Regions from separate parts of the Xenopus laevis genome. Here region 1 is linked to region 2. The links are chromatin contacts, called in public Hi-C maps. All regions are on one chromosome and are shown on one strand. Each heading gives the region's core, a stretch centred on a gene start, on an enhancer-like site or on the middle of the called end of the contact. The rest is flanking DNA. Distances are from core to core; before and after follow the strand shown. Region 1 holds the start of tfcp2.L (transcription factor CP2 L homeolog). Region 2 has its middle 6.0 kb from the start of csrnp2.L.

What was found. A called contact is a pair of places that touch in the nucleus more often than the background predicts.
Region 1: a Hi-C map of the XL177 cell line shows a contact between it and region 2, with 1.9 times the contacts expected there. The contact joins the promoter of tfcp2.L here to the enhancer-like site in region 2. A contact is called at or near these places in 2 of 4 Hi-C or Micro-C datasets (the XL177 cell line and the XTC cell line).

Annotation. Positions count from the first base shown.
Region 1 is chr2L:149,839,227-149,842,852 of Xenopus_laevis_v10.1, forward strand. tfcp2.L (transcription factor CP2 L homeolog) reads right to left here and starts at 1,799. Exons shown (of 15, transcript NM_001095978.1): 1 at 1,432-1,799. The coding sequence starts at 1,553.
Region 2 is chr2L:149,783,458-149,786,692 of Xenopus_laevis_v10.1, forward strand. No RefSeq gene overlaps it. Among protein-coding and RNA genes, the nearest start is that of csrnp2.L, 6.0 kb to the left of the region's middle. Within about 2 kb of position 1,519, at least 1 of the 7 cell types and tissues checked has an H3K27ac peak or open chromatin away from gene starts, as enhancers often do.

The sequences.
Region 1 (3,626 bases), core at 549-3,048, 56 kb after region 2:
ACAACCCCTTTAAGTCTAGCAGAAAATAATTTAAACATTAAATAAACCCAATAGGCTGATATCTTAGTATCCTAGTCTGGATCAAGTACAAGATACTGTTTTATTATTACAGAGAAAAATATTAGTGTATGGGAGATAGCCTTTCTGTAATTTGAAATTTCTGGACAACGGGTTTCCAGACAAAGTTTCAAATATGTGTATTTCATGGTCTGTCCACTCCACTGAAGAACGCAACCAAAAGTATAGATATGTATAGAAAATCCAAAATGTTAAGAGTGAAATTGAGCAACAACAGACTCAATTCAAGAAACACCAAACTGATATTGAATTCAAGACATTTGCTACACTTTTGTAAATCTCACATAGTCACAGCCATCTCCATCAAGCTTGTTCTACTGCATATTTGGTGTGGATTTTATACTCACAGTCCTGTGCATGGCATGCAGATTTGCACTCATTGAACTAAATGTGTCAGGAATAAATACACAACCAAGAAAGAGAACAAGGTTAAAACAACAAATGCAGTCTGCCTAAATTATTATTTTAGGCAGACTGGTCCAAAATAAACATGCACTGTCCACTTGTGTGATGCACCAGAGCAGGTTAGTAACTACAGACCAATGTCTCTGGCCACCAGCCACCTTGAGTGAAGTCATACGCTTAGTCTGACAGTGACCAGAATAAAAATAGTTGAAGAAAACTGCTTTAGTGTGTCTTTTCCATATTCGTCATTATTAAACTACAGGTATGGGATCTCTTATGCAACAAGCTCTGCATTATGGGAAGGCCATCAACTAATTCTAACAATGATTTAACTTTTTCTCTGTAATAATCAGTTCCTTGAACTTGATGGTAACTAAGCTGCATGCATCCATATTGGTGACAAAACAATTCAATTGGACATATTATGTTTAAATATTAGTAGACAAAAGGTTTCCCATACCTCTAGAAGCCTTATGTCCTCACAAATTGTTCAGAATGAGTTTCTCAGTCTGCAATTGGTTCTTGTATTTTATTATTTGTGGTTTTTGAGTTAATTTAGCAGCTCTTCAATTTGCATCTTAAGCAATGTAGTCTGAGCATGTGAGGGTCGCAGACCCTTTCCAAGATGGTGACCCCCCCCCTGTGACAAGTTTCAAAATGTGGATCATTGCTGCTATTGAGAAACAAACTTTAGGCTGGTGCAATAAGTTGATTACATCAAATAGGGCATGTTTAGCCATATTCATGGTTAGGGTTTAGTTCTCCTTTAAAGAACGGTGATAGCTGCTGCTTTTGATTGGCCACCCAGATCCCAGGACTGTGCCACAAGTGGTGAGAGTGCACAGTCTGATCCCACTTGCCATTTTAGACTACAAATAAGCCCATCTGTGCTGGACTGCAAATCAATAGGTGTTTCAATTGCTATCCAGGCCCAATATCAGCGCTTACCTCATGCTGTAAGCTCCAGCGCCAAGTTCCTGCCCGATCCCTGATAAACTGGCATCAAAGTCCTGCACCAACCCAGACTCGATCACTTCATCTGCCAGCGGTAACTTCAGTGCCCAGGCCATGATTCCACTTTTCTCCTCAACAAAAGTGTCGCAGCTGTGTGGGCCGAAGCCTGGCAGTGCCCAGCTGCAATTTCACACGGCGCTGCGACCCTGCAGCTAACGCATAGCTCTCTCAGCCGCACCAACTGATCCAATGGCAACACTGATTCACATCATCCTCGCACCCGGCGTGTTCGCTTTCCTCCTCATTTAGCGGCGGAGCCGTCACAGCGCACTGATTGGGTATCACTTATACAAAGGGACCGCTCTCAGGCTTCTGAGGAGATCATGGTTGGTGCTGATTTGGGAGCGAAAAGCACAAGCAGGAGGCGAATTTCCGGTTCTAGTCGCTCTGAACGGGGAGGGGCTACAAACAGCTGTAACGCCGGCCGACCTCACTCGCCGCAGCCCACAGCAAGTGACAAGATGCTCAGCCAGGAAACATGGAGGAGGCAAGCAGACACGACGCATAGCTTGACGCGACGTAACCACGCCCCAGATACAGCAGCCAACCAATTGGATAGACAGGACGCCATACTCTTGGGACAAGGATTTGCAGAGTTCGCAGCGAGGGCCGTAAGTTTTTTTTAAAAGGAAGAGGAAGCGATTGGTCGGTTTTGTTGAGGGCGTGGTTATCGTTTGTAAGGCAAAAGCGAGGGATTTGCAGTGATTTGCCTCAAACTTCATTTGTCATGTTGCTGCCGTCAACTCTCCTGCAAAGTGCAAAGGCCGGAATTTGCAATTGGTTTTCAAATGCGCAATTGTTAACACTAGAAGAAAGGTTTCAAGTTAATATCATGTCAGTTCAGTTGTTTTCCTGAAAGGACAGCTATATCTGCTGTGGTGGTGGTGTCAGAGAAACATACAGCAAGCTAAAGGCCCAACAATATGCTCTTCTCTCCCTCCCTCCATGTCTTACAGATGGGTAGGGTTGCCAGGTCTAATTTTCAAAACCAGCCAAAGTCCGCTACAAAACCAGCCCAAAACTAGCCGAGGGGCACTACAAAAGTAGCCCACAAATAGCACAATATGTGCAGTGAAAAAAAGGTCTGAAAAATAAATCAATATATGTAAATATACGCAGTAGGAGCATTTATCCGCTACGGATCTACTGCGCATGTGCCAAAAGTCACGAAGTTTCGTGACATTCGGCACATGCGCAGTAGATCCAAAAACGCCGGTCAAAGCAGGAAGAAGACTGCTTGGGAGAAGATGGCATCTGTGAACTCCGTGGACTGGACCTGCACAGAGAGGTGAGTAACAAGTTAGTGGCATTTGCCCGGGGGGACAGGTAGGCCAGGGGGGAGGAGTGGGGGGGGCAACACAGGGGAGGGATTTGTGCGCTCAGGGGGTTTCCTGATCCTTTAACAACACAGGGCGGTCCAGGAGGTATAGGGACCCGTGAGACCCTAATACATATACAATTTCAGAAAATATTGGTAAAAAAGGTCAACCTCTAGACATTTTGGTGGCAGCAGATTTTTGCCCCAAAATTGTTTGAAATTGAGGAAGATCACCAGAAAATGTGAGAATGCTTAAGAGGGATGGAAAACTGGGGTACAGAGCCCAAAATCTGGTCATTTCTGACTTCTACACAAGTCAGTCTCAGTGTATGCTGGGTATTGTAGTCTTACATTAAAGGAATTGTTCAGTGTAAACATAAAAAACTGTGTAAATAGATAGGCTGTGCAAAATAAAAAATGTTTCTAATATAGTTAGTTAGGCAAAAATGTAATGTATAAAGGCTGGAGTGACTGGATGTCTAACATAATAGCCAGAATACAACCTCCTGCTTTTCACCTATCTTGGTTTACACTGACTGGTTACACTCAGAGACTTGAGGCGGGGGGGGGCACATGGGTCATATCTGTAACTTTTGAACCTGAGCTGAATGCTGAGGATCAATTGCAAACTCACTGAACAGTTATGTCCCATGTGGTCCCCCTTCAAGTCGCTGACTAACTCAGAGTTAGAGAGCTGAAAAGCAGGAAGTAGTGTTCTGGCTATTATATTAGACATCCAGTCACTCCAACCTTTATACATTACATTTTTGGCTAACTAACCAAATTGGAAACATTTTTTTTTGCAGAGCCT
Region 2 (3,235 bases), core at 269-2,768:
CCGAATCTGCCTGTGTGGCCAGACCCTTAGAGTAAGACAGAAATGCGGTGGGTGGCACTTCTGACTTGCAGTGTTGGGGGTCGTAGGTTTTTAATCATGGTGTTTGTAAATAAATATTTTCAATATTCTCATTCAATTACAATATAGAATAATAACAATATTGGTTAGGGTTATTAAATGTTTCAAATGTTTTTATGTATCGTAGGGATTCTTCGAAGTTTTATAGAAGGGCCAATTACCCTTGCAACCATATGATTTGAATAAAAGACTACAATATGAAAAGGAGAAACCTTAATAGAACGATGAGGCATACAAAAATAGCAATAACAATATATTATTTATATATATATATATATATATATATATATATATATATATATATAAAAAAACTATGACAAATGATGGAGACCTATTGAAAAGTTGTTTAGAATAGGCCTCTTTATAACATACTAAAAGTTAACTTAAAGGGGAATTTTAAAGAAATTAAGTATGAAGAAAAGAAAAAAAAAACCCTTATTCAGAAAACCCAAGCATTCCGGATAATAGATTTCATATCTGTACACTCCAAAGTGTTGACAGGTAGTGGATGCTATTTTAATCTAGTGATATAGCACAAACTCATTTCCAGCGACTGATGCTTATGTTTACACATATTACTGTGATCCAGGCTGGTTAATCAATCACATGAGTTCAGCTTGGGTCAAATAATCATTCTATGCATATGCTGTACCCCCATAACACTATTCACTGTGCATCACCCACATTTATGAGTTCACCGATGGCAAATGGGTCCAGACATGTTAACATGATCCATAACCGTGGCTGTAAATATAGTCATCTAGCTTTATAGAACTACGTATAACATTTACCATGTTACAGATTTACCGAATCTGAATATCCCTCTTCTCAAACCTCAAAAGAAACAAAAGCTTGTTGAATCCATTGACACCAGGGTTCATTGTTGCTGTTGCAGTACACTTATCTTATGGTTGATTCCATCTCTTCAGATATTTTAAATTGCCAATCAATGGGGGTTAATTCACCAGTTCGAAGCTTTCTGCACAGGGTGCCCACTCTCAAACAGGAATGTCACTATACAGAGCTATGAAGGGACAAAGCAGCAACCCATCGCTGTTCATCATGACCTCCTGCTGCTGTAAACTTTTCCAGTCAGTGATCTATTACATCATGAAAGACAAAGCACCTCACTGCTCACCCCACAAGCCTACTGGTAAATTATTATTTATTTGCCCACCCGTGAGGATGACCAAAGAGCACTGGTCTGTTTGGCTGATGTCCCAAGTGACTTGATCCAAATTGATAAGGGAATGTGCAATTTTTGGATCAGCCGATGTCTCACACTTTAGCAAAGATAGAACAACAGTATTTCCAAGTACCCCCCAAATTCTCCAAATGTGTGCATGTATGGCCACCATGAGAGTGAATAGTACATGACAGCGCTATATAAATAAATGATGATGATTTATATTAAGATTTCCCTTAGTGTAGGCACCCCGCCAGCCTTGAGTGGCACAAAGCAGTGGGCGAAAGGTGGCAGCAATAAAGACCAAATTGGGTAGGATCTGGGGTAATTGTTTCTGCTCCCTTGGGTATTTCTGGAAGTTCAGCTTGACCACCAACTGAAGTATGATTCAAATAAATGTATGGTAAGCACGGTTTCCACATATTTATTTGTCTTTAAAGGAACAGTAACAGCAGCAAATCAAAGTGGTTTGACTGGTAAAAGTTATGCGTTTGCTTTAGAAAGACTACTTTTGTTTATATCCATAAGCTCCTGTGTAGCCATGGGGGTTGCCATTCAAGCTGCAGGCTACTTAGCAGATAACAGATAAGCTCTGTAATACAATGGTATTCTGCAGATTGCATCCGTTATCTGTGCTTGAATGGCTGCCCCCATGGCTACACAGCAGCTTGTTTATATAAAAATAATTGTGTTTCTGAAGCAAACACACCAGTTTTACCAGTGCAGGGCAACAGTACATTATATTTCAAAACACTTTAATTTTTTGCTGTTACTGTTCCTTTAAAGCAGTGATCCCCAACCAGTAGCTCGTGAGCAACATGTGGCTCTCCAACCCCTTGGATGTTGCTCTCAGTGTCCTCAAAGCAGGTGATTATTTTTGAAGCAAGTTTTAATTGCATAAAAACAAAGTATAGTGCCAAGTAGAGCCTCCTGTAGGCTGCCAGTCCACATAGGGGCTACTAAATAGCCAATCACAGCTCTTATTTGGCACCCAAGGGATTTTTTCATGCTTCTGTTGCTCCCCAACTCATTTTACATTTGAATGTGGCTCAGGGGTAAAAAAAGGTTGGGGGCTCCTGCTTTAAAGCCTTAGCGTGACATGGAGTACCTGAATTAATCAGCAATACTTCCAAGAATACTATCCTACAATCTCACCCTAAATGGCTTTCAATGTGGGCCAACAAGCTGCTCCACTGGGTCTACTGGGAAACTACCAGGATGAAAACAAGAATTCTGTCTGTAATATGATCTATGGGATGTAAACTATGATTTAACTGATTTAAATGTATACCAGTACAATGCAAAAAATTATTATTGAAATCACATTCATTATAAAACAAAAACATATGTTTGTCGATTTATTATGAAATACATTATTTGGTGGTTTATAGTTTCGAGGATTGAACACTTTTCTTTCCCACAAGTGACTTGTTACTAATCCACATTTACAGATATTCCAACTGATTGCATTGGACTCGCTCCCCCAAATGATACACAAGCACAGGATTTTTTGAAATTCGTGATACGAGGATGATAATAGGCTGACAATAGTACTCCTAATGGAAACATCTACACAGAGCAGAGCATACTGCACATAATGCCAAAGTAGCTGGAAAAAAACCCAGCTACTCATAAAATATATGCCCTTTCTTAATTCTGATTTATATTGAGTCAAGGAGAACTAAACCCACTTGCTAATAAAAACCCCTACCCTCCATAGTCCCCCCCTCCCTGCTCCTCCCAACACAGGTGTTAACATCTATAAATGCCCCTAAGCCTGTAATTACCCCTCGTTGCAGAGTCAGTGCAGCGGAGGTTGCAGGAGCCATCTTCAGTGCTTCGGTATGGTTTGGTAAGTAAGCGTCTTTATCGGCGCATGCAAGTAGGAGCAGTCTTCCACTTTGTGATAACTGCACATGTGCGAAAGTGACAGAAGCACCGGAAGAAGACCCAAAGATTACATAAGTGCCG